Linked DNA regions of Mus musculus: all the other regions are linked to region 5. A link is a contact called in public HiChIP or PLAC-seq and promoter capture Hi-C data. All regions are on one chromosome and are shown on one strand. The core of a region is the stretch at or near the end of the contact, and the rest is flanking DNA. Distances in the headings are between cores, read along the strand shown. Region 1 holds the start of Katnb1 (katanin p80 (WD40-containing) subunit B 1). Region 2 holds the start of Adgrg1 (adhesion G protein-coupled receptor G1). Region 3 holds the start of Ccdc102a (coiled-coil domain containing 102A). Region 4 holds the start of Adgrg3 (adhesion G protein-coupled receptor G3). Region 5 holds the start of Mmp15 (matrix metallopeptidase 15).

Region 1 (5,660 bases), core at 2,507-5,006, 270 kb before region 5:
TCTCGCTGACTGTTTTGGCCCTGTTCTGATTTCATGCACATGCTGTCCTTTAAATCATGACCCCAGCAGTTTCCACCCAAGATATTTTGGGATGCTCTAACTGTGTCCCTTTCCTTGGGGGTCCGGGTTGGGGTGTTATCCTCTTGAGGCTGCCTGATCATCTATGGAACTACAGCCTGGCTGCAGATCAGTTCGCACATTCCCATGTTCATCTCTGTATGCTTCTAGGAGACCCAGGAGCTGCAGAAGAAGCAGCAATGGTACCAGGAGAACCAGGTAACCCTGACGCCGGAGGATGAAAACCTGTACCTGAGCTACTGTTCTCAGGCCATGTTCCGCATCCGAATCTTGGAACAGCGGCTCAATCGGTAAGGGGCAGAGCCGGGAGGACTCCTGGGAGCACTCTGATAGCTTGGATATCCCTCACCTTCTCCTCCCTCCCTCTGCTCAGGCACAAAGAGCTGGCTCCACTGAAGTACCTGGCGCTGGAGGAAAAGCTCTACAAAGACCCACGCTTAATAGACTTCGTAAAAGTCTTTGTTTGATGGCCCCTCCTGGAACTACGGCAGACCCTGCCAGAGAATGGAGTCTCTCCCTTCTCCCCAACCACTATGATCCTATACTAGCCTCGCTGCCACACTACCTCCCTATCCCTCATAGCCTCCCTCAAATAAATGCATTTCCTGTTTGCCATTTATACTTCAGTGTTTACAAGCTCCAATCTACACCACCCTAAATCTTTTTCTGTCATCTTCTCTTCTGGATTATCAAGTGTTGGCTCTCCAGATGGTTCCATGGTCACCTGCCAAGATCTGCTGAGAGCTCAATGTGTTGATGGTGGAGCAGCTCCTAAAGTGAGAGCGGCTTAGCTAAGGAACACACCCCAGGACCAGGCGGCTTGATATTAGAGGACAAGAGACAGAATCCAAGTTCCTCTTTCATTTACCACCTGTGAAATGGGGCTATCCATGTTTCCTGAAGTAAGACTTAAAAAGCAGAGAAAACTGGGTATAGTAGCCCATGCCTGTAATCTAAGCAGGAGGATCAGAGTTTAAGATCTGTCTCATCTACATAAGGAATCTGTTTCAACTACATGGGTCACATGAAGCTCTGTTTAAAAAAAAAAATAAACAAAAAATAAAAGGGACTGGAGAGATGGCACTGACTGCTCATCCAGAGGTCCTGAGTTCAATTCCCAGCAACCACATGGTGGCTCACAACCATCTGTAATAAGATGCCCTCTTCGGGTGTGTCTGAAGACAGCAACAGTGTATTCATATACACATAAATAATTAAAACAAGAAGGAGGAGGAGGAAGAGGAAGAGGAGGGGAAGGAGGAGGAGAGAAGAAGAAGAAGAAGAAGAAGAAGAAGAAGAAGAAGAAGAAGAAGAAGAAGAAGAAGAAGAAGAGAAAAGAAAAGAAAAGAAAAGAAAAGAAGAAGAAAAGAAGGAAAGAAGAAGAAGAAGGAGAAGAAGAAGAAGAAAAGAAGACCTTGCCTGTAATCTTCTCCAGGGCATGACACACTCAAGACAGGTCTCACAGCGGCTGTGGTTGCCTGTACTACCTGGGCCAGTGGTTAGGCAATCATGTATCAGGGAGGGACTCCTGGGGCTCTCTTCTTGTTGAATTACTGGCTGCTGCTGAATTCCGGTTGCGGGGCAGTCATTGTTTTCACTCAAAGATGAGCCCAGTAAGCTTTAATGCATAGTTCCAAACCCATGGTTAAAGCCAGGGGTGCATGCTCATGTGGTAGCCCATGCCTTTAATGCCAGCTCTTCATCTCTGTCAGTCCAAGGCCAGCCTGATCTACAAAGTGAGACCCTGATACAGAGGGAGGAGAGAAGAGAGAGAGGAAGGGTAGTGGGAGATCCAAGAGACAGAAATAGGATGATCTTAGAAGAGTCAAGTATGCCAAGAGTGCAGAATCTTGTCTGGTTCCTATAAAGATACTGTGCCCCGCCCCCCACATGTGTGGTGTGTGTGTACACATGTCCCATTGTATCACTATGCATTGTCCTCTGACATTCTTCACCTTATTCCCTCGAGTCAGGGTCTCTCACTGAACCCGTAGTTAGGATGACAACCAACAATCTTAGTAATCCTCTTGTTTCTGCTCCCTATAACACTGCTCCTTATAAGCACACATGCACCATGCCCAGATTTTTACATGGGTCGTGAGGATTTGAACTCAGGTCTTCATTCTTGCACTGCAATCACTCTTAGCCACTGAGCCTTGCCATTTCTCTTGGTCCTAGGTAGTTTGTATTTCCAGTGCTGGGGATTGAACCTAGTGCCTCCTACATACCAGTCAAGACTCTCTTATCACTGAGCTACATCCCCAGTCTTGTTCCTGCTTATAAGTTATGTGTATTGGGGATGGTGACAGTCATTTTAATATAGTCTGCATGTTAGAGAATGAAGTTATTTCAGGGGTGGTGACATTGGTTATGTGACTAAGGGCCCTTAACGATCTTCAGGCTCAGTGTTGCCATGACTGAAATGTCTTAGGATCTGTAATGTACATATAATTGTATAAACAAAGCAGATAAGGCAAAATGTGTCAAAATGAAGAATTTGACTTTTTTTTTTAAATAAAAAGTTGCGGGAACAGCAAAGTACAAAGTTTTGATCAAATGTTATTCTCCAAATCCAGGTCTCTTAATAATTACCCATTTCTACGCAGGGCCGACTTCCCATTAGGCTGGTGGGTGACTTTTGTTCCCGTAAAGGTTTTGCATTTAATAGGGACTTTGTGTGCCTTGCCTTTAAGAACAAAAGTTTAAGTCCTGGGTCCGATCTTCCAAATGTCTGGTCTTTTTCACCACAGCATCTGTTTCCTCGTCTAGAAATGGGAAATTCCTCCCGTTCCGGACTGTGTAGAGGAGAACGCCAGATGCAGCAGCCCCGACCAGAGGGGAGTGAGTGTAGGATAGACCAGAGTTGGAGGTTATTTCTGCAAAGGGCTGGGACCGAGTTTCTCAGTAAGGGGGGGACCCGAACTCATGGTGGGTTATGTAGCCTGTCCCCATCCCAACCTGTCTGTCCTGTCACAGATATTAGCCTTTCTCCGGTTCCGTAGTTTTACTTCCGCACGCAGGCGAGCAGACACAAGCCTAACTCATCCCACTGTGCTACTGTGATCTTAGGGACGAACTCCTGGGCTCGACATCGACCCCACTGTAACTAAGCTCTGTTTCCCTCGAGGTCAGCGAACTCCAGGAGACGTGTGGATCCAAGTAAGAGCCAAGTCCTCCCACTACGCGGGCGACACTCACAGTCTGAGGGCGGGGTCCTGGCAGCCCTGTTTCAATATGGAAGATCTGCAACTTCATACCACTCTAGAAGTCCCCTTTCCATTGGCTATCTCAGAGCTGGTTCTCCAATAACACTAACGTTTATTGGTCAATCCAGAGCTGTTGCTGAAGTGATTGGCGCAGCCGCCATCGGGTGCAGCTCGCGGATTTTTTAAACACAACCGGGTTCCAGGAAATGCAGGAAAAGGGCGGAAAAAACCAAGCCTGACTGGGGGCGGGACTAAGAACGCAGAAGCCTGTATTGGTTCTTCTGGGACCTAAGGGCGGTCCGTAAGCGCTTCTTTCTCGTGATTAGTCTGAGTCGGGGAAAGGAGGCGGGTAGTTACGTAAATCGGCGGAAGCGCTTGCTTCCATTGGTCAATTCTAGAGGAAGGCGGGGCGTCCGTGGCGACTGATTGGTGTAAGAAGTGAAGTGGGAGGGACTCTAGGCCGGAGGTTTTGTTGTGAGGGTCGGTTGTCAAGCAGCGACCAATCAGGGCAAAGGATGGAGGCAAGTGGGGGTCGCGCCTGGAGGGAAGCCTTGGCCTCCAGAGCTACAGCTGCAGGTAGAGTGGCTCTCGGGGTCTTGGAGGCAAAGGGAAAATGGCTCTAGTCTTCGCCGAGCCTGGAGGGGACAGTCCGGTCGCCGGCAGGAGGCTCTCGGCCAGGACAGGCTGGAGCCAGTGCCCCTCAAGGCAGACGGGAGGAGGGTCAAGCGAAGCTGAGGGACCGGTGGCAGGTTTGGGATGAACGAGCAGGACGGGTGTGTGGAGGCCGGAGAGGGAAAGCTGGTGGGCCGGAAGCAGAGCTGAGGGTGTGCGGAGGATCGTATTGAGTCGGGGCTCCAGAAACAGGAGAGCGAATGAATGGGGGATTCTGATAGCAGCGGGGCAAGAGAAGTAAAGAGGGTCTGGCGAAGCATGGCCAACTAAGGAAGCTCAAGATGTGCCAGAACGGGAGCATAGGCAACAGGAGAAAGAGAATCCAGCGAGAGAGCTCCTGGGCAAGAGGCGAAGGGCCGTGGCGGCGGTGGAAGGCTCCATCCACGCTGTGGCCTTTTAGAATTGAGGAGTCATTCCGACTCACACCTAGACTGGAGACTCAATTCCTAGCTATGCCCTTGAGAGTTGCAGGGAGTGGGCGTGGTTCCCTTACCAGGGAGTTGGTGATGGAGGAAGCAAGAAGATTGGACCCTCAGAATCCTCTCAACATCACCCCCTCCCAAGGCCTTTACTGTTCTCTCTCTCTCTCTCTCTCTCTCTCTCTCTCTCTCTCTCTCTCTCTGAACGTCTGCCTATCTCTCAGTCTCTCTGTTCGTCTCCGTGTATCTCTCTGTCTCTCTGCCTTTTGGATGCCTCTCATGGGCACCAAAACATAACCTCAGACTCCAGTGCCCCATCCAATACATGGGGTGCAAATCCAAGTGGACTGCAGTTATGTGATCCTCTCTGCCCCATAGCAGGTGCTGGGTTGGCAAGTTAGGACACCCAGCATCCAGGAGCATTACTGTAGGCCCCTGAGAAGTCAGTCTCTCCATCCCCTCTCCACCTACCTATGTCAGTCTGTCCTTCCTTCCTTCCTTCCTTCTTTTCTTTGAGATAGGAACTGACAGAGATCTGCCTACTTCTAGCTGGCCTCCTGAGTGCTGGGGTTAAAGGCGTGAGCCACCAGGCCCAGCTACCTAGGGAAGGTCTTTTATCTTTGGGCTCTTAAGTCACAGGTTTTCAGACCCAGTGTGCACTGCAGCTCCAGGCCCTGGAGGCTCTGGCTAGTCTGTATCAAGTGGCCTTGATGACCCAGGGACTTGTAACTCGTCTCAAGCAGTTCCTAACCCACCATCGCCTCTGCTTGCATTCTAGCCCAGTGTTGAGCTGAGATGGTCCAAGCCTGACATTCCATGATCTGGGATCCCGACCTATGTGTCCAGGCTGCTGCTTGATAGCGGATGATCTAAACCACCAGGCAGTCCTGGGCCAGGAGAGGCGGACTCTCTGCCTGGATGTGTGGGAACTCCCTGCCAACTTGATTGTCGGATCTGGGGGGGATCCACCCCCACCCCACAGAGAAAGCACAATCTGTTTTGTGGGTGGGGTCTCAGGCGCCACCCCCTGAAGCATGGCCACCCCTGTGGTCACCAAGACAGCCTGGAAGTTGCGTGAGTACTTTTCATTTATCACCCTGTTGTTTTGTAAGCTGAGTAGTCTTAGCCTTCAGCTCTGTCTCCTCTCCCTGGCACAAGAGAGACTCACAGTCCTTGTTTTCAGGTAGACAAAGATGTCAATCACATTGGGCAGGTGATTAAGCAACCCTTCCATACAGCAAGATAAGCACAGCTGTGCTTGGTACTTGCTCTGAGATTCAGGTGA
Region 2 (6,071 bases), core at 1,225-3,724, 380 kb before region 5:
ACTTACTAGGCAAATATTAGCTCAGTGGATAAATACAGGAACTAGGGAAAAATGCCCCAGTCAGAAGCCCTGCCTGAGTTCACACCTGCCACCGTGGGTGAAGCCAACACCTTCGCAAGGTTCAAGAGGAGCTCAGCCATGGCTTTCCACAGAGATGGGGAGCTCACCCCCTGACCTTGTGGGCTCCACCAGCTCTGAGAGGGAACATGGAAGCTTGAAAACACGGGGTACACACCTGGGGACTCCCTCACCTTCTCACGAGGTACCCAGGAAGGGGAGGGCTCTGTATTCTTTTCTCTGTCGTCAGTGATGGGTGGGAACAAGCCTGATTCTGGAGTTCAGCTGCCTGGGTGTGACTTCAAGCCTATTCCTGGGCCTGACTCTTGACTTGCTTGGGTGTACCCTGCCCCTCAGGGCCAGGATGCTGCTCCCTCCAGGATGAAGGAGAAGTCAGGTGTGACCTAGAGTTTACATTTGGCTCAGGTCTAGCTGCCCGGATTATGGTGGTTACAATCCATCTCTGCAGGTAGCAGGTCTGAGACTTGGATAGGTTCTGGTTACATTTCATTTCCTTAACCTACTGTACTAGGGGATGGTCTGGGTCACCAGGAGACCATACCTTCAGACTCACAAATGCTCCTCAGTGCCTACCTACCCTGCCAGGGCTCACTACTTTTCCAACTCTTGTTATCATTGGAGGGCAAGCAGGGCAAAAGAAGGGGTCCCCATTTGATATATGACCTGCGGCACAGAGAGGTTAAGCAACCTTTCCAAGGAAACCCAGTGAAAGTGGGCTCAAGACTGGGATTCTAGCACCAGTCCTTGCTATTAGGTGACAGAATGGTAGCTATATCACATGACGAGGCCCCTGAGGACATAGAAGAGGATGTGAAGTGTGGGTGTCACAAGTTAGGGATACAAGAAATCACTGGCACTCCCCTGTGTCCTTATCAGGGCAGACAGTGCCTCTGGGGCCATGGGGATCTGTAGTCAAGCTTTTTCTCTGGGTCCTTTTTTTGACATTCATCTTCCTTGGCTCCTCCCCACCCCCATCTGCTCAGTTCTAGAGATCCAGTTTGTGCTGGGCAGAGCAAGTTTGCATGCCCACCCTGTAGCCAGAAGTTCCCACGTGGAAGGGGTTATGGCGGGATTGAGAGTCCCAGTGGGGCCTATGCAGACAGGTGCTTATGTCATCTCAGGGGACTGGTGCTCCCTTTTGATATCCTTCTCAACTCTGTGGCCTCGTCTCTGTCTTTGGTTCCTTCATTCAGTTGCACAGCAGTGAGCACCCTCCTCCTCCTCATCCCTAAAGTCAGGATCACCGACCCCAGGGCCTTTGCACAGACTCTTCCATCCACTAGAATGCTCTGCTCTTGGTACCCCGTAGGCTGCCTCCTTGGATGCTGTCTACACTCAAGCATCATTTCTCACCGTGAATCCAGCCCTGCTCCTTTATCAACTCCCCTCACCATATTTTCTCCCCATTATTCTTACTATAGCTCTGGATAGATTTCATATTTATTGCTCATTAAATTTATGATCTGTATCCCTGCAGCTTTGAGCGGGCAGGGATTTTAGTATATGGCTTGTAGCTGTCGCTCCTATGCCCTGCACAGTGCCTGGATCACAGCAGGCTTTCCACAAACATGTGACGGAATCCATCCGCTGGTCCATCTGTCCATCCACCTATCTATCTATCCATCCATCTTTTCTTATCCACTCACTAGCCATACATCTTCCCTCTAGACCAGACCCTATTCTGGCCCTGCTCTGGTAACTGCTGGGGAAAAGCAGACAAGACAAGCATGGGGATTGACCTGAGGGGCAAGAAACACAGTGGCGGAAAAACATGGCGGGAGGGCCCGGTGGGGAGGGAAGCGAGGTAGATCCTAGGGGACTGACAACCCCATGGGCCTGGCCCACAACAGTGTTTCATACCCCTTGCTCAGAGGATCAGCTTCTGCTTGGATTGGCGTCCTCAGGGAAGTATGGCTCAGCCAGCAGGTCTCTATGTTGGGAGCTAGGTGTGTGCATCAGGACTCACACACATACCCCGCCCCCATACTAGTGCCTGATTGCAAGAGCATTGAAAGAGAGGTGGGTGGCAGGGTCTGAAGGAAGTGCCTGCACGAGGCCTCTCTCCATTGGTGGAGCTCGCCTGGACTTCTCCCCTTGGCCCCCTTCCAAGATACCTGGGGCAGCTGCCACCTCCCATCCCTAGCAAAAAGCTCCAGTTCCTGCCCCCTCACCTTCTGCCTGCTCTGATCCCACCTGAGTCCAGCAGGACATATTGTGAGAGCCCCACCCACAGCCCCGGAGCCCTCCTGTATCCAGCCTGTGGCTGGTGTGAATGGCGCTGCAGACAGGATATGGTCTGAAGAGGCTGGAGAAGCCACAAAGGGCTGGCAGTTTGCAGGTGTGTGTGGGCGTGGCGGCCTGCCTCCCACAGCCTGAAAAGGGTCTCTGAAGCCCAGAGACAGCGTGATCCCGGCCTCCCACGGGGCAGCTTTTACTGTCTAGGGAAGAAATCCCCAAAGTCCATGGAGTCTGAAGACTCTGTCAAGCCTCGCTAGGAAACCTAGGAGTTTTAGAGGGCACTTGGCACCGGAAGCTAGCCGGGTAGGCGGAGCCTCACCTGGATTGAGTTCACAGCTGCCTAGACAGGCTCAGACTAGGTGCTGGGCACCTGGGAGGAGGAGGAGACATTAGCAGCAAAGGCTGTTAACAGAAGTGCCTGCCTAGGCTTGGAGGCAAGACGCTGCTGTTCACAGTGCGAGACGGAGGTAAGAGAGGGCAGCGGGTACGGCATGCACTTCGCCTGGCCTGGCCCGCTTGACCTTAGTCTAAGGTTTAGCGCAGTGCTTGGGAGTTCTCGAGTGTGTGCTGGATCGTATCTCCCAGGGAACGACTGAGTTTGAGGTTCTAGCTGGTCCTAGGATACTCCTTGCCGCTCAGAGTGTGGGGCTGGGCGTGCTCACGAGGGGGCACTGGAACACGTTGGCCAGCTGTGTCCCTCTTTGCTCAGAAGGGCACCACTGCCACGAGGGCCAGAGTGAAGCTTGGACCCTGGCGTGTGGTTGAGGACTGGCGGCATGAACCCCATTTTTCCCTTTGTCCCTAGTGCTTCCCAAGCAGTTTCCTCCTGAGATCCACGGGGGCGGGGAGGGCGGGGGGTGGGGGGACCGGTTTAGCAGCAGCTCACTTTGGTTGTTTGACTTTTGAGGAGGAAGAGGCAGGCAGCCTTTCCTGGTAAGCCAGCAAAAGGGTAGATAGAGCTCATGTATATGTCTCTCTGTTGCTGCCAGCCACAGGTCCCCATGCCTGTCAGCCCAGGTCTGTCACCCCGTCTGCAAGAGTCACTAGAGGGGGTCCCAAGAGTGCACACCTCCTACCAGTTGCTTCCCCCACATGGTAACCCCAAAGATGCACCCAGATAGGTAAAAGTTCAGGCTTGCCATGGCCTCTGGTGGGACCCTGGCATTCCTTCCAGCTGGACCCATGTCCCTAGCTGTACCATGATGGAGATAGACGGGCCCCCAGATGTCAAATCATATATGGCTTCTAAAGCCCCAGTGCCCAGCCCCCAGCCCTAGCTCACAGCCCCCACTCAACCAGACAAAGGTGGGCGGCTGGCGCCGCTGTTTGCCTCTGCCAGTCTGACTCCCTGAGGCGTGTGGGCTGCATGGTGGGCCCCTGCTAATGAGCATCTGTTATCACTCCATTATGCCGCCTGCGCCACCTGCACCCCAGCACTTAGTGGGAGACCCCGGGGGGTTCCCTGGCAGCTGGGCAGAGGGGCATGCAGAAGGCAGGAGGTGTTGGGGGGGGGCAAGGTCTTCCGGGGCTAGGGGGCCCCATGCTCTGTGGGATTTCTACAAAGTACTTAGGATTCCAGCTCTTTATTGTATCAAAAGAGAAGTGCTGGGGATGGGCGGGGTGTAATCGCCACACTAGGATGGATGAGGCAGATCGGTTTTGAGTTCCAGGCCAGCCTGGGCTACGTGGAGAGATGCTGTATTGAAAGAAAAAGGGGGAGGGAAAAAGGGGAGGAGGTGGTGGCAGTCTAGGGGGATTTTGGGTGAGGAAACGAGTGTCTGTGAATTCCCAAGTGAGTCTCCCCAGCCAACATCTCACAAACGCATCTGTGCTGTGTATGTATTGAGAAGGGGATGTGGTTGCACATGAGGGCACAACCAAGATTCCGGTCCTGGAGACTGGCAGTGAGTGACCTGGCATAGTGTTCTTCGTAAGATGGAATGACCTACCCATTCTTCGTACGGGGCTGTACTGTCTTGTGGGGTAGTCCCTAAACCTCTCTGGGCTTCCCTTGCCTGCCTTGGTACCGAGGAGATAATGCTTCTCTGCTTGATCAGAGACAGTTGGACCAGTTCTGGTATCTGAGCAGCTTCCACTCAAACCTCAGGACAGGACCCGGGGAGGGGCGGCATAGACCGGGCACAAGTGTGAAACAGTTGGCAGCAGCTGACATGGCCTTTTTGGGGAATGCTAGTCACCTCAGACCATGCTTGGCTCTCTAGCTGAGGCAGGGTGGCTTCTGTGGAGGGTCGAAGTCCCTCTGTTCCTGCACACTGGAGATATTTTAGGAGCAGCCTCAAGGGGCTAGGGAGATAACTCAGCTGGCAAACATGCTTGCTGTGGAAGCATGAAGGTCTGGGTTTGGATTCCCCAGCGCCACAGTAAAAAGCTGAGCTTGGTGGTTTGTGCTCGTACTCGAGAGAGGCAGAGACAGGAGGGTCTCCAGCAAGTCTAGCTGAATCAGAGAGCTTCAGGCTTTGGGAGAGACTCTGTCTCCAAAAGTAATTTGAAGGGCCAGCAAGATATTTAGGCTAAAGGACTTTCTTTCAGGTCTCATGACCTGAGTTATCCCTCTGGGTCCCACATGAGGCAAGGAGAGAACCAACTTCTGTGAGTTATCGCACACACACACACACACACACACAGACACAGACACAGACACACAACCTAATTCTTAAAACATTTAACACGTAAGATGGAGAGTGATGGAGGAAGACACACACAGGGTTGACTTCTGGCCTCCACCCCATTTGCACATAAACATGCACACATTCATGTATTTCAACACACACTCAAGAGCAAACCCAGTGGTCAGGAGGGTGCCGTACCCATTTTTACACATGAGAACACTGAGGCACGGAAAGATCAAAGCCCAGCAATTTGATGCTAGACTCTCACGGCAGTTATGGAGGGCTTTGGAGCTATACTGGGAGGAACTAGAGTGTCGTGGAGAGTGGTTTGGAAGCTTAGTCAGTGGCTCCCGTGGGTCAGCCTGCTTCTGAGCAGAGTACAGGCCAGAGAGTCACACCCTGAAGAGGCTGAGCGGAAGTCTTCACCCTGAGAGGAAGACCTCATCATAACAACTCCCCCTGATCACCTGGGCTGCAGAGGGGACCTCTGTTTAGAGATGGGTAGGGTCTCACAGGAGGACCCCAGGCCTCTGGATCCTGAAGAACAGGCACAAGACTTGTGACAGGATTGGTGAGGGCTTATTCAAGATGCTCATCTTTGCCTTGGGCACAGGGGCTTCTGAATGCTGAGAGGCAGGGGCATGGCCCATGTGACTCTCTGAGCAAGGATCTGGCTGGATCCAGCCCTCTTACTGGAGGGCTCTTGGAGCGGGGGTGGCTAAACTGAGGGTCAGACATTCCGTCATGCCACAACATGAACAGGCGGTTCTTAACCAGTTTGCCTGTCTCAGGTAGCTGGGCACCAGGTATGCCCACCTCTGAGGGCAGTCAGTGGGGGATGGCCTTGGAGGCAGCCAGCATGAACTTGGCTAGGGAACAAGACACTGGATTGGTCTCTTCCCTGCAGTCAGGAATGAGGTGAGCACAGGGAGAAAGGTGGTGTGCCCATGCCGGGGACCAAGACCACTTCTCGTTGGCATGCCATCAAACATCATTGGGGCCAGAAAGAGAGACCTGGGGGAAGGAACTGTCCTGGAAGTCAAACCCTGGTTCCAGCCATGACACTGGGCTAGGGGGCTCCTTCCCTCTCCTAGTGTAAACCCCTTGGCAGGGCTGTAGGGGAAA
Region 3 (5,795 bases), core at 1,607-4,106, 430 kb before region 5:
ACAGCCTTGGAAACACTCAAGTAGCTTCAGTAACCCGGGTACACATGCCTCATGCTATAGATAGGCAGACAGGGCCCAGCTGCCGGTCACTTGCCCCTTCCTGCCCAGGTTCAGTGCCTTCTTTGTTTGATGACATTATAGGGGGTGGGCTCCCGATTTATCACAATGCTGCCACTGCACTCCAAGCTCGGGGGGGGGGAGCAGCCCCCACATACCCAGAGGGTTCCTTTCTGTCTTCATCCTTCCTAAAGTCAGGCAGCCCATCCTCCTGACTCAGGTGCCACTACTAGGAGGAAATGCCCTAGATGCCCTGTCCCATCCCACAGCCAGCCATACCTGGCCAGTGGCCTCTCTTATAGCACAGCCTCCCACTCAATGAGACATGTGTGCCACTTATATCTTGCGTATAGTACTTGCTTAAAGTTGGCTGGAGGGATGGAGGATGGAGAGCTGTACCCTTGTGTCTGAGCTGAGCTGCAGGTCTCAGAGCTCCTGAACTCCAGCTGTCATTCCCCGTTCTCAGAAACAAGGATGTTTTGACTGGACACTCATTTCAGGCCACAGATTCAGTGCTGCCCGTAGGAAGTGACCAACGTCGTCTTTTGTTCACAGACTCATTGGGAACGTCTCCCTTTCCTTCTACATCTGTAAACTCCTACACACCCTGCAAGATGGACCTGCAACATCTCCTCGCTTGAGAAGAACTTTCCTAACCTCTGAATACTTCGTGCTAGTTTCCCTAAAACACCAGCACCTCCTCCTTTGGGGGTGGCAGTTCACCACCTGTGGGTCACGACCCCTTTGAGGGGGGGTGTCACAAATCAGACATCCTGCAAATCAGATATTTACATTATGATTCATAACAGCAGCAAAACTGGCTATAAAGTAACAAAAATAATTTTCTGGCTGGGGGGGGGGGGTGGTCACCAAAGCATGAGGAAGTGAATTAAAGGGTTGAGGCATTAGTGAGGTTGTGAACCTCTCCTTTAGGAAGTGTGCATTCTAAAAAGCTCTCAAAGGCTTCTTGATTTTGTTAGCTATTTGAACAGGGCTGAACAATGTGCTGTCTGAATGTGTCCTGAGCCTATGGGAGATGGATAAAGCTCCTATTAGGGGGACCTCTTGTGACCAGACAGAGTTTGGGAGAGCGGTGTCATCCTAAAAATCAGAAGTTGGTTTTCAGCCAGGCGCTAATACAGGTAGGTGTCTAAGCCCATCTGTGGCCAAGGTCAGAGTCCGGTGTCTGAGCTCTTGCCAGAGGAACTCTCTGATGGGGAGAGGGAGGAGATATTCAACATTGTATTCTGCCCTCGAGGTTCGGTTGGTTTTCTCAGAAGCCACTGCAAGGAATGAGAAACACTAAGCCCTGGATGGGGACCAGCTGAGGGAATGGGGAACCCAAGACCTCCACAGCTCAGAATTCTCCCGTATCTTCTTAGAATCTTTCAGGTGGACTCTGGGGTAAGCCCAGGGCCACAGGCCTAGCTGTGGGTAGGGATTAGAGCCCAGCAGGAAACCACAAGGGGACTGCCTGATTGGATAAGTGCAGGGCCCAAGGCTGGTCAGCCCGCAGACTGTGGGCTGTCTGTCCCTCTGACCATGGATACTGAGAGAGCCCAGCTTACAGCTGCTGGACCTCCAGGAAAGAAACGGAGGGGTGGGGAAGGGAGGAGAGCAGGGTTTCTATGCTAGAACAGAGCTTGTGGCTGGGTCATGCGTGACTACCTGAAGAGCACCATGCCCCTGGAAGCGCTTACTAGGGAGATCTTCAGATACTAGGCCCGCCAAACAAACATGACTTGGAAGAGTGGAAGCTTTCACCTACTCCAGCCCCAGGACTCTTAGCAACTCTTGGCATCGCACATTCGTATAGAACAGACATTAACCCTAGCGTTGCTATTACACACCGTGTGGTATGTGCAGGTTCCTGGCCTTTCTGAGCATCAGTTTTCCTATGTATTGAGAGGCACCAACAAGATTTCTAATTCCTCCAGCAGGTGGGTAAGACTCTGCCAATAAGAACTCATCGTACTCCTACAACAGCTCAGTAATCCGGGCCGAATAAGGGACATTCACTTACGCAAACTGAAGTCCCGGGATGAGGAAGAGTGCTACCCCTCGGCACAACCAGGGCAGTGGGCTGCTGAAGCCCTTCCCTTCTCTTAGCATCAAGCCCTTGCCCCACTTGCCCGCATTCCTTCCCGAAATTAAGTTTTCAGCTTTCCAGGGCCCAGTCCCTACTTGGTAGCCCCTTCGCGGGCCACCAGCCCCGCTCCCCCTAGCGGCTGGAGGGGGTGCGGGGGTCCGGTCCTGCAAGACGCGGTCCCGCCCACCCCACCGCTTGGTTTCCATTGGTAGCGCAACGGGTCTGGGCGTAAAGCCGTGCTCCGATTGGCCAGTGCCACCCGTCCGTCCGGCACTCGCCATGGTGACCACGTTGGGTCCCCCGGGAGAGTTCCACATTCCGCCCCCGCCTGCCATCCCCCCCCCTCCTGGCCCTGCCGGCATTCCACGGGCGCCCCCTCCCCCACTGTCCCGCCACGGGACCCGGCTTCCACGGGGATGGAGACGGGCCGGGGGACTCTAAGTGGGACTAAAAAGTTGGACTCAAGTTTGGGGTGCGGCGGGCGCCGCCCCGGCTCCTGTCCCTCGCTGCAAAGTTCTTCCCTCGCGTGAGCGGCTCCGAGACCGCAGCGAGTACCCTGTCGCGATGACCTCCCGCCCCGCCGTCCCCACTCACCTCGGGCCGGGGCTGGGATTCCGGACGTCCGAACTGCTGCTCTGGGTGGAGCGGGCGCGGGGCTGGCTGCGGCGGCCGTCGGGAGGCCGGGGGAGGGCCGCCAAGTCTCCTCCTCCTGCCAGGGGAGGGGAAGGGGAGCGGGCGGGGGCCCCTCGTGGGGCGCGGTTTGCTGCGGGTTGGGGCCAGGCAGCCGGACCCCCCTGGCCCGCCCAAGCATGGGGTCGCCCAGGCAGGATCCGCGTCCTCGGCTTTCCCGCCAACCACGGTCTAGGTGATCCAGGACAGGAGTGGGCACCATGACCCACGAGGAGCTTCACTTTGGTTAACTGCATTACTTCCAGTGCTAGCGCTGACACCGACTGGACTTGGGCCAGAGTCCATGTCCTCACTGGGCCTCGGTTTCCCTTTTTTGTACAAAGCGACTTCAGGCCTATAAAGGAGAGTGATGGGACCTACTCCCACTGTGGAGATTTTCCCTCTGGTGTGCGATGGTGCTTGGCAGAACCCTCTGACCTTCTTGTACACACCCATTAGGCTCAGGCTCTCTCTCTCTCTCTCTCTCTCTCTCTCTCTCTCTCTCTCTCTCTCTCTTTGGGATAGGGTGTCTGTAGTCTTGTCAGGGAAGAAGAAGGTCAAGATGGTATCTCCCCTTCACATCCTGCTTCGAGGTTGGTCTGTCTTGCCGACAGGACCAAAAGTCACAAAAACGCGTGGGCAGCTAAGCTGGGTTAGGTTATTGTCCAGAAAAGATAAAGATTATGAAGATAAACGAATCACATACTTCTTGGTTAAGAGTGTTTTAATTCTAATCATGGTCACGAGCATAGTGGTTTGTGAAGAGTGAATCACATACTGAATGTTGAAGGTTTTTTTCCCCCCTTACGGAGTTGAGCTATTATTGGTTTGCTGTAAGAGATTGTTTTGTTTTACCAAAATACCGGGGCTAGCTGGATATGGTGGTGCACCCCTTTAATCCCAACACTTGGGGCCTCTAATCCCAGCATTAGGGAGGCAGAGACAGAGGCAGGCAGATGTCTGCCTCACAGGAGTTTGAGGCCAGTCTGGTCTATCTACATAGTGAATTCCAGGAGAACCAGAGCTAGTAGAAAACCCCTGATTTACAAAAATAAATAAACCAAACAAACAAACAAACTAGGGCTTCTTCAAAAACAAGGATCCTTTGACCTTCCCCCCTTTAAGGGGATCCTGTGTGTATTTGGTGGCCTCCAAGGTCAGAAGAGGGGCTCAGATCCCTTGAGACTAAAGTTACTGATAGCTATGAGCTACCATGTAGGTGCTGGGAACTAAACTGGGGCCCTTTGAAATAGCATTAAGTACTCTTAACCACTGAGCCACTTCTTCAGATCTCCCCCCCACCCCCAGCCCCCCACTGAGTATTCTGAGAACTCAGTACATCTTTTTGATGTCATACACTTCCCCCACATCCTTCTCTGTGGTCTTCAGCTGTCTTCTCTGCCCCACCCCCACCAACTTTGTGAAGTCCCACAGATTTTGCAAGTTTTATAGTTTCACTTGCCCCTTCATGTGCTGGGCAGGTAGTGAGTGGTGCTTGCTTGGCAGCTGTTATAATCAGCAGAAGACCAGTTTGGGTGGGAATGCTTGCACTTTGGTTAGCATCTACAGATCACTAGCCTGCAGACCCTCCATTGGCTGTCCTCTACATCATGTACAGGGGGAATGTGTGAGATACACATATTGAGAACTCATGACAAGACAAAAAGAAAAAACAGACTTCCTTCTAGACCTGGGGAAATGAAAGTTTAGATTGGCTTTTGACTCGAATGGGATCTCACAGCAGTGAGATGTCCCAGGGAGAAGGGATGTCCTGGCAGTGACAGCTCTGAACCAAGATCTCAGAGCTCTTTCTCTAGTGTTGGGAGCTGGTAAAGGGTGGGAAAGTGATGGAGGTCCGGCTTATGGTATAGTTAGCCTTTGACTGGACTTCATTGCAACTGAGCCCTCTCTCTTTGGAGAGGAAGTAGTGTGTGTGTGTGTGTGTGTGTGTGTGTGTGTGTGTGTGTGTGTTTTGCATAGGGTGGATGAGATGAGGGGAGCCACTCACTCTTGGAACTCAGTACATGCTGGCCATATAGGCTAGATGGCTCTCTTAAGTTACCTAGCTGTGCAGCTACTCTGTACTGGCCGTCATTACCACCATGTCATGATGAGCCCAGGGAATATCAGAAACCCATTGGTTGGCTTAAATTCACTCTGGGAAGTGGCAGAGCCTGTATCTCCCAAGTTTGGTTACTGACCCTCTTCTAGGCACCTCTAGTGAAATGGTAATCTGGTTTTAGCCTCCCTCATCTGTGGACAGGGCAAGGGGTTTTTGTCTTCAGACTCAAGACACTGGAGATTGAGTGGGGCCTGTGTTAGTATGTCGCTTCTATACCCTTGCTGTTACCATTACCATCAGCACATGGGCATTTCAATTTATTTATTTATTTATTTACTTACTTATTTATTTATTTATTTAATGTGCACTGGTGTTTTGCCTGCATGTGTTATGTCTGTGTAAGGGTGTCACATCTTGGAGTTACAGACAAGTGGGAGCTGCCATGTGTTCTCCCAGGTCCTCTTGAATAACAGTCAGTTCTCTTAATCATTGAGCCATCTCTCCAGACCACATTGGCATTTTTTACTTTTTAGAATGTAAGTATATTTCAAGGCAATGCTCCCTATTACTACACTAAATAGGAGATCTGTGAATAAGGTGCTGTAAATAGAAAATATTATTAAAATGAATAGCATTCAAATAAAGTAATGCTATTAATAATTTAGCTAGATGTGGTGTGGTGGCATATGCCTTTAATCCCAACACTCAGGAGGCAAAGGCAGGCAGATCTCTGAGTTGGAGACCTGTTTAGTTTACTTGGTGAGTTCCAGGCCAGCCAAGGGTTACAGTTAAGACCCCTGTCTCAGCAAAACAAAATAAAATTTAGCTAGAAACTTAGTCAAAAAAATGTTGTTTGTATACCCATGCACACTGGGGACATGAACAGAATTCAGGAGGTAATAGGAACCCCTGCTCATC
Region 4 (5,587 bases), core at 1,662-4,161, 330 kb before region 5:
GTTATATGTGATTGTCCCCATCTGAGTTCAAGTACAAAGAGGTATAAAAAGCAGGGTGTGGTGGTACCTGCAGTCCCAGCACTTGAGATGCTGAGGCAGGAGATTGAGAGTTCAAGACCAGCCTGGGCTGTATAGTGAGCCTCTCAAGGAGTGAGGAGAGGAAGCTAAGTCCCCTTTATTCGAAGTCTGAGATTCGCCCAGGTCCACAGCCCCACCCCAGCTCCCACCCTCAGCCCCTGCTGTGCCAGGGGAAGGTGGGGGTACTCTGGGGCTTGACAGGGTGAGTGGAACACTGCCTTGGCAGTTCTAGGTATACCAGCAGTTCCCACAGCATGGCACAGATGTGACAGATTTGAGACCTGTCTGGACTTTGGCCCGTGGAAGCCCCATGTCTCTCTCCATCTTCCTCCACAACTCTGGTGGCCTCTGCTTTTACTTTGGAGTTCTTTTGTTTGTGTGCTTGATTGCTTTTTTTTTTTTTTTTGGAAGGGGGGGGCAGGGTTTCTCTGTATCCCTGCCTGTCTGGAACTCACTGTATAGACCAGGCTGGTCTCTACCTACCTACCTACCTCTGCCTTTTAATTGCTGGGATTAAAGGCATGGACCACCATGCCCACCTTACTTTGGAGTCCTTATGTTCCTCCCCCTGCGGAAAGAACCAGACTTTCCCGAGCCCCTCTGCTGCGTGTCCTGGCCTGACATCCCCCCTCCTCTCACAGGAAGAAAGCCTCCACCCCAATTTCTTCTTTCCTAACCTCTGGTTCTGAGGCTGGCTCAGAGAAGGAGATGGGACCCCTGATATCTCTGAGTCTTCTTTGGCCCGAGTAGTTCTTTCTAGGCTGAGGATCGGTAGACAACACACTTACCTTCCCATTAAGGCAAGCAAGAGAGTCTCTAAAGACACGTTTCTGATCTGGATACAGTCAGGTGATACCGGCTGGCCTGGCAAAGGGCTTGAGACCTTGGAATAAGCTGCGGTGACAGGAGATAGGATGGGACATGACTGTTATGTTAGTCCTGAAATGTGGGGGCCCAGGGCTCTGCAAAGGATCTCAGGCTAGTACCTAGCTAGTCTCACTGGGTCCTTCTAGAAGCTCTGCAGGGCCTGGCTCTCCCACCTCTCTACCTCCCAGGGACACTGGGCACTATGCTTCTGCCTGCAGGTCACCAACCTTTTTTTTTTCTCTCTCATGTATCCATGAGACCCATGGAGCCATATGAGACACAACCCAGCATATCAGGAACCACCGTGTCACGACATCCTTGCCTGAGGTTGGGAGAGACGCCACAAGCAATTAGGGGAGGCTGACTCAGGGCAGAGCAGGCCCAGTGGCTCCCATCTTCCTGTCAGAGGAAGCTCAGGGACACAGGAACTTCTGGATTCTGACCTGGGACTCCAGGCTCTATCCGTCCCCACCCCCACCTTCTACAGAGCAAGAGTGACCTGTATCCCTTCCCACACCCCCTCAGATCCAAAGGGCCCAGCAGGGGACCATGTGAAAGGAAGGAGAGACAGATGATGGTTATAACTGGACAGCTCCCCAGAAAGAGCAGAGCTAGCTCAGTCCTAAGGGGGTGTCGGTAACAGGTGACGGTATTGAGGCTCTTTTACCCATCTGAGTAGCTGTGGACAACCAAGGGCCTGGCCTTCTCCATGACTTTCTTGGGGTCAGCCGACTGGTAGGCTCCACCTCTTCCCCAGGCATGTGCATGTGTGTATGTGTGTTTGTGTGTATATGTGTGTATGCGTGTGTGTATGTGTATATGTGTGGTTGTGTGTATGTGTGTTTGGGTGTATGTGTGTTTGTGTGTATATATGTGTGTTTGTGTGTATGTGTGTGTGTATGTGTGTTTGTGTGTATGTGTGTTTGTGTGTATGTGTATATGTGTGTTTGTGTGCATGTGTGTATGAGCCTATATGATTCCCCATCCTCCTGCCTGGACCAGCAGTGACCAGCCTGGAGAGGATGACTGTCACTTCACAGAACTGATAACTAGTACATACTAGTGCTGGTTAACTAAGTACCTCCTCTACAGAGCAGCTCCACGCATCTCATGTCCTTCCCATCATGCCTGAGAGGGGCCAAGCAGCAGACAGCTCCCACAGGGTCATCAGGCCGGGCAGTGGCCACAATGGATATGTCATGGCTGATGAGCTTCCCCAGATGCCAGCGACCTGCACAGGGCCCAGCGTCCTATTCCTGATACTAGCCACCAGCTTCTTCTCCCTGTTATCCTGCCTGTGGGAGAGGCTCAAGGCCTGCAGCATCAACTCTCCTCCCCATCCCTCCCCTCCCCTCCTCCCTCCCCTTCCCTCCCCTCCCCTCCCCTCTAGGAGACCATGCAGGTTAGGTTTGCCTCTGGCCTCATTCATAGGCTTTCCACATCTTTGGCCTCATGGGTGTGCTTGGCTGGTTACAGGTCTCATCAAATCCAGACACTGACAATCAGCCTGTGTATGCTCTGTGGAGGATGTAAATAAGCCGATAACCAGCCCAAGCACATGATAGTAATCACTTCTGTGAAGTGACAGTCACCCTTCCCCCTCCCCCAAGATGGTCACTGCTGGTCCAGGCAGGAAGAAAGGGGACCACATACACACATACAAACACACATACAGAGGCAGGAATGAGTCTCAGACACCCTTGCTAGGGAGATGGGGAAGGTATGACTGACTCCAAGTCTTAGGGTTTCGCTGGGCAGAGACACCTATGGCTGCTGGGCTCCTACTCCAGCATCCACTCATACAGTGGTGGAAGGTTAGCCCAGTTCCCTCTGCAGGTGGTCTCAGGAGCATTTGAGATCCAGAGCTCCGCCCAGTTCCTCACATTCACCTTTCACAACCCCTCGATGGCGCCATTCATTGGTCAGGAAGAACGAGAAAGAGGCCACAGGAAACAGTGGCCGCACGTCAGGGGGCAGGAAGAAGGTCAGTTGGACAGTTTGGGACTGAGGGACCACACAGCCATAGAACTTCGCTGAGCACTGATGGCGACAGCCAGGAGTCTGGGCCTCCTGTTCTTTCTGCTGCTGACTTCAGGTGAGCGGGCGGGGCTCCTCTAGCTATCCTGCTAAGCCTGGGAGACTCTGTGCTGCAAAGGGCCCCAGGGGAGCATGGGAAGAGACCCAGGGACTCGTAGTGACTCCCTCATCATCCCTTCTGGCCTTGTCCCTCCAGGTCATCCCTGTCCATCTTGCTGGGTCTCAGGCTCCTGTTGTCACCCCATAGTGTATTGTCGGTGGGCAAGAAAGACACTGCCCATCTGTTCTGGCTGGAACCAGGTTCTTGGACATGGTGGGTCAAACAAGCTATTCAGTTCTGGGCTCCAGGCAAAGGCATCAGAGGCCCTGGAAGCTGCCTGTAAGGGCGGACAGCTGCTCTGCCCACATAGTCCATCCATCACAGGCTCCCCGTTCCTGTCGGCACCATTCAGTGTCATCAGTGACAGGAGACGGGACCCAGAGCACTCCCATCACATACAGCTCAACTTAATACACCGACATGAGATTCCCAGTCCTGCCTCTACCCAAGTTGAGCCTGCTACCCCCCTCACCTCCGTAGATGGCTATACCCTTCTTGACTGTTGAGAGATGGCTATGTGGAGTGATGAGGTGCTCCCGTCTCCATGCCCCGCCTCTCCTTGTTTGCTCCAACTTTGGCAAGTATCCTTAGGTGTCTGCCTTTCTGAGTCACTTATGGACAAGTGACTAGTCACACAGATTAGCATCTCTTGGTTCAGAAGAAAAAAAAATCTCTTCTCTTCCAATGCTGGGACAGTCAGTCAAGGATAGAGTTGAGTGTCTGACTCAGAGGTGGACCAGGTATTGTGACATATACTTGCACTTGGAAGGTAGAGAGGCAGAGGATCAAGACTTTGAGTTCTGTTTCAGCTCATAGTGAGTTTGAAGCCATCCTGAGCTATTGGAGATCCTGAGTATAAAAGTGGGTAGAAATTGACAGGGCTGTCTTTCAGCAGAGCAGGCAATGCTGGACAGGCCAAAAAGACTCCTCCGAATGGAGATGTGGATCTAGTAGTGGCAGGGATGCTCATGACTGGGCAATGTGTCAGTCACCTGAGTGACATAGGAGGTAGCATCGGATGCCTTTTGTCCATTTACCTACTGGCTCTTTGCTTACATACCCAAGAAATATACATGGTGCTAAAAAGAGGCACAAAAGTGGTAGCTACTTGCCTGAGGGAGGCTCTTGGCACCCTGAGTCTGAAGGCTGAGGAATGGGCTAGCCCCAGGTATTGGCTGCAGAAGGGAAAGAGGCTGGCAGTAAGTGGAGGGAGGGAGGCTGAAGGGACAAGGGGCAGGGTATAGGGAACATATGGGTCACCTTCTGGCCTCTGACCTCCTGCCTGCCCTCACCTGCTGCATCCCAACTGTTGAACTCACACCAAGGCGTCCAAAGTCCTCAGCAAACACCCTTGAGACACAGCACTTCCTAAGATCTTGAGTTTGAGGCTAGCCTGGGCTATATCCTAAGGACAAAGCGGGGTGGGGAGCCACAAGTTGGATGTCAAGAGCTTCCCTTAGGTATCCCTGCTGGGATTCCCAGCAAGGTGGAGGAAAGCTGTATTCTTACCTACCCTGAGGCCATCCCCCCCTTTCCTAACCCTTGACACCCCCCTCCCCCATGGAGTCCTTCTTCCTCCTCTCTAACCCTCCTTAGATTTCATGTGAATGCAAATAGGGCCGATCTCAGAGACTGAGCCTAGCATCTGGTCTCAGTGCATCTTATAAGCTCCACATACTATTTGAAAACCGAAGCAAAATTGAACAACATATAGACCCAATTTCTATAAATATGCTAATATGTTCTTCCCTGTTCACTCTTTGTCCTGCCATGCCTTTATCATGAATTTTATTTTCTGTACTAATATTTGAAAATGAACCAGCTTTCTTTAAATCGGAAGTGGTAATGTCCATGATATTTTTCGTGGGTTTTTTTGTTTGTTTGTTTAAGATTTATTTATTTCATGAATGTGAGTACACTTTCACTGTCTTCAGACACACCATAAGAGGGCATCGGATCCCATTACAGATGGTTGTGAGCCACCATGTGGTTGCTGGGAATAGAATTCAGGACCTCTGGAAGAGCAGTCAGTGCTCTTAACCTCTGAGCCATCTCTCTAGCTCCAATGATATTTTTTCAATCAAATACCAGCAAAGGATATTTAAAAAGTATCAAAAACAAAAAAACAAAACAAAACAACAACAAAAAACCCACAAAAACCAAAAAACAAACAAAAAACCCCCAAACCAACCAACCAACCAACCAACCAAACAAAAGTCACACCTTAGTCAGGTGTTGGTGGTGCACGCCTTTAATCCCAGCACTTGGAAAGTTGAGGCAGGAGGAACTCTGTGTTTGAGGCCAGTTTGACCTACATAGTGAGTTCCAGAGCACCCAGGACTATGTGGAGAGACTAACTCTGTCTCAAAAAAAAAAAAAAAAAAAAAAAAAGCTACATCCTCCAGAATACCTCAGATGGTCTGTGTGCTCAGGTATATTATCTCTTTTCATCTCTAAAACGTAAAGGGTGAGAGGACCAAGCGCTTGCGTAATTTGCCAGAGGAC
Region 5 (6,142 bases), core at 262-2,761:
AGCTGTCAGACACTCCAGAAGAGGGAGTCAGATCTTGTTACAGATGGTTGTGAGCCACCATGTGGTTGCTGGGATTTGAACTCTGGACCTTCGGAAGAGCAGTCGGGTGCTCTTACCCACTGAGCCATCTCACCAGCCCCAAAATCAAATTTCTAATTAGAAAATTCAGCAGCTGGTTTTCCCGGCGAGGGACCCCCAACAGAGAGGTCCACCAGTGGGAAGGGGAGAGACTGCCTCTACCTCTTCTCTAAATCCCCATCTCCTTTCCTCGAGCTGTTAGTAGGCCAGGCAATGGGTATGCTTTATTTTCCTTCAGCCGGTGAGTGGGTTCAAACCAGCCATAAGGTCCTTTGCCAGGTCTCCTGATTCTGAGAGGTGAGAGGGGTCGGAGGCATCCAGAGAGTCAACTCTAGGAAAGACCACCCTCAGGGAAGGTAAACACCATTTCTCTAGTCTGTGGGGAGGTGATAAAGTGTGCTGCCTTCTGCCCTGGTTCTCAAGTGGCATACCAATTCCCCCAGTTAAGGACACTAGGGCTGACCTGGGGTTGGACGAAGTTGCCGTGGCCCTTCGATCACCTTAGCGTCCACGCCGGAGTAAAAATTAAAATCCAGCCCCAGCTTCCCCAGAAGGTTTGCCCTTCCACCCGGAGTTCCGATGGGCCTCGCGGGCACAGAGACCAAATATAGTGGAATGGACTTTTCTTGGAAACGAAATGTGTGCACACTAGGAACCGGAACCCTCAGCCCAACACTGAAACTCAGAAAAAAATCTAGTCAGTTGCTCTTATCCACTGGGCAGGGAGTAAGGATGCAGACTCACACGCCTTGTAAGCGTGCGCTCTAGGTTGCATTCAGCACTAGAGGCGCCCCAGAGGCGCCCTAATCCCAGACTTCTCCACTGGGGAAATTTACTAAAGAGACTAAGACACTCTGCTCTGGGACTTGCGTGGGTGTGTAGGGTCTAACGAGCGCTACGGTGGCACAGGTTCTATCGGTTCACCAAGTAGGTCCTGGAGATCGAAGTTTTTCGCCGTACTTGACAAATTTGATAGTGGCCAGGGCCTTTACCTGCTGAGCCATCTTACTTGCTCCTCCAACTTCCCCCCACCCCCAGAGTTTTATTGCCATGTTTAAAAGCTTAAAGCAGTACTTCAGGTCCTTACCCAAGTCTTTTTCTGTCCCACTTTGATCTGAATGTCCTCTCGCCTCCCTCCAAGGGAGATCTCGCCTTCCTTGCGCCCTCCCTCAGCATAGGGTCGAGTCATGGGTCACTCCTGCTCCCCAGAGATAGGAGCTAAGCAGGCTAGGAGAGGTTTACTGCCATCAGGAAAAATGGAGTAGGGTCACCCACCTGCCGGGTCACCGCAGGCGGCACCTGCTACTGAGAAGCCTCGGGTTAGGTCCCGCCCCCAGCCTCCGCCTGGCTTTGCGCACAGGGAGCACACTGGCCCTTTAAGAACCGCGGCTCCCGCCGCGCACTGGGAGTAGGGCTGCGGAGCCAAACTCGCCGGGGACGCCGGGCGCTGGCTAGCTGGCTGGCGGGCTCGTCGCTCTGTCGGGCCGGTTCCCTGCGCCCCTCCCGGGACTGCCTGGGGATCCAGGCCCGATTGGGCGCGGCAGCTAGTGGAGTCGCCAGAGGGAAGCGCGCACTCTGGGCAGCGCGGAGGACCTTGGGCATGGACAGAGAGTGCAGGGCGCGCAGGGGGCGCCGCGGGACCGGGCGGCCGGAGCGCTGAGCCAGACAAAGGCTCTGGAGTTCTGCTTGCTCTCGGGGGCCGGGGCCAGGGCGCACCGCGCCGACGCTGCGAGACTCTGCGGCGTGCAGCTCGGCCGGTCCCCTTCTCCAGCGGGCGAGTCCCCGCGTGCCCCGACCTGCCCTGCCCGCTTCTCACCCGGTTTGGGAATTGGCAGAGGGGACCTGAGCTCCTCAGGCAGGCACCGGGAGCCGGAGGTCCGCCGCGCGCCCGCGGGGCCGGGAGCCAGGGAGCGTCGCAAGTTTCCCAGCCGCGTGCGAGGACGCGGTGCGGGCCAGCCAGCTAGCCCCGCGTGCAGCGCTCAGGACCGGGCTGACTGCCTAGGAGCATGGGCAGCGACCGGAGCGCACTCGGACGTCCAGGCTGCACTGGCAGCTGCCTCAGCAGCCGAGCTTCGCTGCTCCCGCTGCTACTGGTGCTTCTGGACTGTCTGGGCCATGGTACAGCGTCTAAAGACGCCGAAGTGTACGCCGCGGAGGTAAGAACCCGAGGGATGTAGTGCGAACCACACCCGCCGCAGCGGGGACCTGCAGGTGGGGGGAGACGCACCCGGCCTTAGGGGGTGAGGACCGATCTGGGCTGGAGAGCCTGATTGAAAAAGCGGGACTGGCAGGCTGCCACTCCCTGGTCAGAGCTCTGCTGCGCGCCTCTTCCCAAAGCCCTGGGAGCACAGAGCTCGCAGCTGCTGTGCACCCTGAAAGCCGCTCGGGGCACTGACCCGCCCTAGCTTGAGTCCCTGCAGCCGCTTCCGCAGCCCCTATCCCTCGCCTCCAGTCATTTAGCCCGCGCGATTCCTCGAGAGCCGGATCCGCGCAATGTGGGCTTTACGAGTGACGAGGGGTGGGGTGCTGCGGGTAGTGAGAGCTTAGGCGGAGCAAGAGCCCCGCAGCGCTCGCGCTTTGGCTGAAGCTCCTTTGGCTGACATCGTGCGTCGCCGGGCTAGCCAGGGTGGTTGGGGGATGGGTGTGAATCTCCCAGGCTAATGACGGATTGCAAAGGTGCTTTGGTGACTTCTTGGGGCTGAAGCATTCCCACTCCAGGGACAGGGTCTGAAGGACAGGCCCTATCTTCTGAAACACTTTTCACACCAGCGTCCCTACGCCCAGGCCTGGGTGAAACTGGGTAGACTCCACGCCTCTTTTCTCTGGAAGCCGGGCTGACGTCCATATGCTGGCTGCTCTCTGGATTGGTCCTGCAAGTGACCAGGCGCGGTCTCTGCTCAGAGTCCCTATGGGTACCTCTCCCTCCAGTGTATGCCCCTAGCGCGCTGGGTGCCATCGAACTTTTAATGATCATTCTTTCCAGCTCTAGGAGAAAGGAGACTAGGTGTGGAATCTGGAGAGAGGATGAGCCAGGGTCTGCATCTTCTGTGTAGGCTTGGGGCCTTGGTGCCCTTGGGCTGCCTGGAGCGATGGTTTGCAGACAGCCTACTATTCCATCCCAGCCCCGAAGGCTTGCCCAGTTTTCTAGTCTGCCTGAGAGAGATTTTTCCAATGGAAGTCTGTTCCCTCCCCCATCTTACTTTAATAAAAACTTGGGTTGGGGGGGGCCAGTTTACACCTCCAATCCTCCACCTGCCTTGCCTTCCTCTCATCAGATCAGAGAGTTGCAGGGAACCCAACCCAATTCACAATGCCTTGGGGCAGAGGCTTTCAGGGGGAGCTCCTGCTGGTAGGAATTGTTTGCCTGTAACCTAGGTGCTACCACCAGAGAAGGTGCCAAAGAATTTCAAGTCACTGATTCCCCTTTGAGAATTTGTGGCCTACACAGACCAAGCTGGAGTCTGGTGGTTGTGAATGGGCCTCCTGGATGGCCAAGGAGCTGAGGCTTAGGGAGCCTCCTCCAACTGAGGCAGTACAGCCAAGTGTGCCCACAGTCTATCACCACCACCACGTATACACATACACACACCGCAGAAGAAAACCATGGTGTCCCTGGCTAAGATTGACTCTTGGGGTACAATTTTGGCTGTGCCTAGGCTGTGGCTGGAGGGGACTCAGAAAGGTTGCATGTTGGAATCCACAGTGGGTGGAAGGATGGATGTCATAACCCTTAGAGCTGGCTTTGGCATACAGGCTGCTCTGAGACATCCCGTAGGACTGGTCATAATTGGACCCAAAGAGTCCCTTGGCCCATCTGCTCAATCTAGGCCTGCCATCCATAGTGTCCAGATTCCCTTTCCTTTGAGAAAGGTCTGGTTCTCACTTAAGGGAGTCCACAGCTCCTGACCTCTGGTCAGTTCTTGCCTGTGAGTACCTTGAAAGCTGAGCCAAGGCCAACACTCTGCCTCTTTTCACCCTCCCAGGTGGCAACCACAGGAATTCACTAGATTAAGGGACCAGAAACGGGCCTGTGCTAGGAGCTGCTGTATGCCTGCAGACAGCCCCTGGTAGCCTGCCTTCCTTGGCAAAGCTACTCCTGAGCTATTCTGCCCTAGCCTCTGCCATTTTCTCCCCTGGACAGGCACTGTGATCTAGGACCCCACTTGGATGGTGCCAGCTTGCCACCCCATCCGGACCCTGACCTGCTCCGTGGCTACAATTGCTGGCAACCTGAGTGTCTTTGCTTTTTGACTAGGGAAACTCTTCTTTCTCCTTCCCGAAACTTAGCGCTCTCAGCCTATCCTGTGGAAGTGACTCAGGCTGCCAGAGTTCACAAGTGGGGTGCCACCAACACCAAAACTGGACATTCCCACCTTTCCTGAATAGTGTCACAAGACTTCCTGTCCCCATCTGACAACTGAGGAAGGAGTCGAGGAGACTGGAGTCAACTAGGGTGCTCCTGGAACTCTCTGTAGACCAGGCTGGCCTCAAACTCAGAGAGAGCCACCTGCCTCTGCCTCCCTAGTTGGGATTAAAGGTGTATGTCACCACCACCACCACCACTAGGCCTTTTGATCTTCAGATCTGACTGGAGGCACGGTCTGTGTGCCCATCTCCTCTTATATGCTAGTGATGGTCCCTCTAGGTCCCCTCCTCATGATAACATTCCTTCTCAACTATGGAACAGAAACTATACAGGCCTCATGTTTTCCCTGAAGGGAAAGGGGTTTCATGTTAGGCTAGCAAGGATTTGGAGACTGCATCTCCACACATCCTCAAGATCGGGGAGAACTGGGGTGCTGGACACAGTTGAGGACTGGGGTTGGATGTAAACCATCTTTCACATTAGCCCTTAACATGTCACTGTGTTTGGGACATCCCTTGGCCCACCCATCATTGACCTCCTTGTGTGTCTTTGTTAGAACAGTATATGGCACTGGCCTGCCCACTGTGACCGGTGAACACACATACTTTTTATTGCCCTACCCCAAGGAGGAAGGAGACTTCTAAAAGATACCCTAGATATGGACAGAAACCTCATGAGAACATACCCATACTCTCTCCCCTAAAGATTTTCTCTAAAAGCCCAGAAGTCACTTGTGCCAGCTCAGAATGGCATGCCGTGGGTGTGGAAAGGCCTTTCTCTACCATGGGTGTAATTCTGGCTGTCCCTTTGTGCCCCTTTTGTGTCTGGATTCAAGTAGTCCTTGCCAATATTACCCTGCTGGGAGTTTGTTCTCAGCCTAAGGGTTCAGAGGCGGCATCCTTAATGGCACCCCAAGATTTAGGTGGACACCAGGGCAGGAAGCCCATGGCATGGTACAGTGTTCTTTGAGTCAGCAGAAACAAAGGGGTTAAGGACGTGGCTTGGACACTTCTTCCTCGCAAAGAGAATCCTGGCAGATCCCCAGCCCATAGATCTATGTCAGGCCTTGAGACCCTGAGGATGGCTGAGCTTTGCCAGCCTGAGCATGTTAGCATCATCTGGGAGGAAGAGCCCACATCCACCCAGGGCTCAAGCACTGGGGATCTGGAGCACTGCTCCCCAAAGGACATGTGTTCATTCTGAGAATACCTAGAGACTAGCAGTCAAGGGGCTTGACTGTCTGCAGGGAAGTGACAGGGTATATGCAGCCCCAGGCAAACGTGGCAGACTTGGATTTGCCAAGGGACAAAAGGGGTACCTTCCACTGAATCCCATGAGCCCCAAAGAGACAAGCAGAAATAAACAGAAGGCCTGCCTTGACCTCCTCTGCTCTCAGATGTCCTATGTCCCATAGCCACTGATGGCTGAGTCCCCAGAGCTATGCAGTCTGGAGAACCGGGTGTAGGTCAGCTCTCTAAAGCTGACACATACACCTGGGAACCACCTGGAGACACAAGGAGCCCAGCTCCATGCCCCCCACTTAGCGTTGTAGCCCTTGGTAAAATTAATGGCTGAGAAGCAAGCAGTAGTCCTTGTTGGCAAGTTACTGAACCTGTCTGAAGTTCCAAGTTTTCTTGCCTGTAAAATAGAATGGCCATAATAACTGCTTGATGGTTTCCAGGGGAAACTATTCTGTAT

What was found. Promoter capture Hi-C pulls out the DNA fragments that hold promoters and counts their contacts. HiChIP or PLAC-seq counts read pairs in DNA pulled down with a chosen protein or histone mark.
Region 1: a contact with region 5 is called in a promoter capture Hi-C map of embryonic stem cells. The contact joins the promoter of Katnb1 here to the promoter of Mmp15 in region 5. A contact is called at or near these places in 6 of 39 promoter capture datasets (embryonic stem cells, hippocampal neurons, liver and 1 more), 1 of 484 Hi-C or Micro-C datasets (CD4 T cells) and 4 of 115 datasets of contacts at active chromatin or transcription factors (embryonic stem cells, extraembryonic endoderm stem cells, neural tube and 1 more).
Region 2: a contact with region 5 is called in a promoter capture Hi-C map of liver, with 2.9 times the contacts expected there. The contact joins the promoter of Adgrg1 here to the promoter of Mmp15 in region 5. A contact is called at or near these places in 6 of 39 promoter capture datasets (the SN4741 cell line, embryonic stem cells, hippocampal neurons and 3 more) and 2 of 115 datasets of contacts at active chromatin or transcription factors (astrocytes and embryonic stem cells).
Region 3: a FOXA1 HiChIP or PLAC-seq map of pancreatic cancer cells shows a contact between it and region 5. The contact joins the promoter of Ccdc102a here to the promoter of Mmp15 in region 5. A contact is called at or near these places in 1 of 39 promoter capture datasets (pre-B cells), 2 of 484 Hi-C or Micro-C datasets (both in embryonic stem cells), 2 of 115 datasets of contacts at active chromatin or transcription factors (embryonic forebrain and pancreatic cancer cells) and 1 of 9 other capture datasets (embryonic stem cells).
Region 4: a promoter capture Hi-C map of embryonic stem cells shows a contact between it and region 5. The contact joins the promoter of Adgrg3 here to the promoter of Mmp15 in region 5. A contact is called at or near these places in 2 of 39 promoter capture datasets (both in embryonic stem cells), 1 of 115 datasets of contacts at active chromatin or transcription factors (differentiating embryonic stem cells) and 1 of 9 other capture datasets (embryonic stem cells).

The regions. Positions count from the first base shown.
Region 1 is chr8:95,077,445-95,083,104 of GRCm38.p6, forward strand. It overlaps Katnb1 (katanin p80 (WD40-containing) subunit B 1), which reads left to right and starts at 3,757. Exons shown (of 20, transcript NM_028805.2): 1 at 3,757-3,860; 2 at 5,154-5,449. The coding sequence starts at 5,410. It overlaps Drc7 (dynein regulatory complex subunit 7), which reads left to right. Exons shown (of 18, transcript NM_001042715.3): 17 at 229-368; 18 at 452-697. The coding sequence ends at 545.
Region 2 is chr8:94,974,635-94,980,705 of GRCm38.p6, forward strand. It overlaps Adgrg1 (adhesion G protein-coupled receptor G1), which reads left to right and starts at 2,475. Exons shown (of 14, transcript NM_001198894.1): 1 at 2,475-2,783. Gm30968 (a long non-coding RNA gene) reads right to left here and starts at 2,094. Exons shown (of 4, transcript XR_879113.3): 1 at 1,939-2,094.
Region 3 is chr8:94,915,242-94,921,036 of GRCm38.p6, forward strand. Ccdc102a (coiled-coil domain containing 102A) reads right to left here and starts at 2,857. Exons shown (of 9, transcript NM_001033533.3): 1 at 2,741-2,857.
Region 4 is chr8:95,014,781-95,020,367 of GRCm38.p6, forward strand. It overlaps Adgrg3 (adhesion G protein-coupled receptor G3), which reads left to right and starts at 2,912. Exons shown (of 12, transcript NM_173036.3): 1 at 2,912-3,040. The coding sequence starts at 2,989. Gm51544 (a long non-coding RNA gene) reads right to left here and starts at 5,467. Exons shown (of 4, transcript XR_003947440.1): 1 at 3,555-5,467; 2 at 1,173-1,267; 3 at 867-972.
Region 5 is chr8:95,350,785-95,356,926 of GRCm38.p6, forward strand. It overlaps Mmp15 (matrix metallopeptidase 15), which reads left to right and starts at 1,512. Exons shown (of 10, transcript NM_008609.4): 1 at 1,512-2,234. The coding sequence starts at 2,085.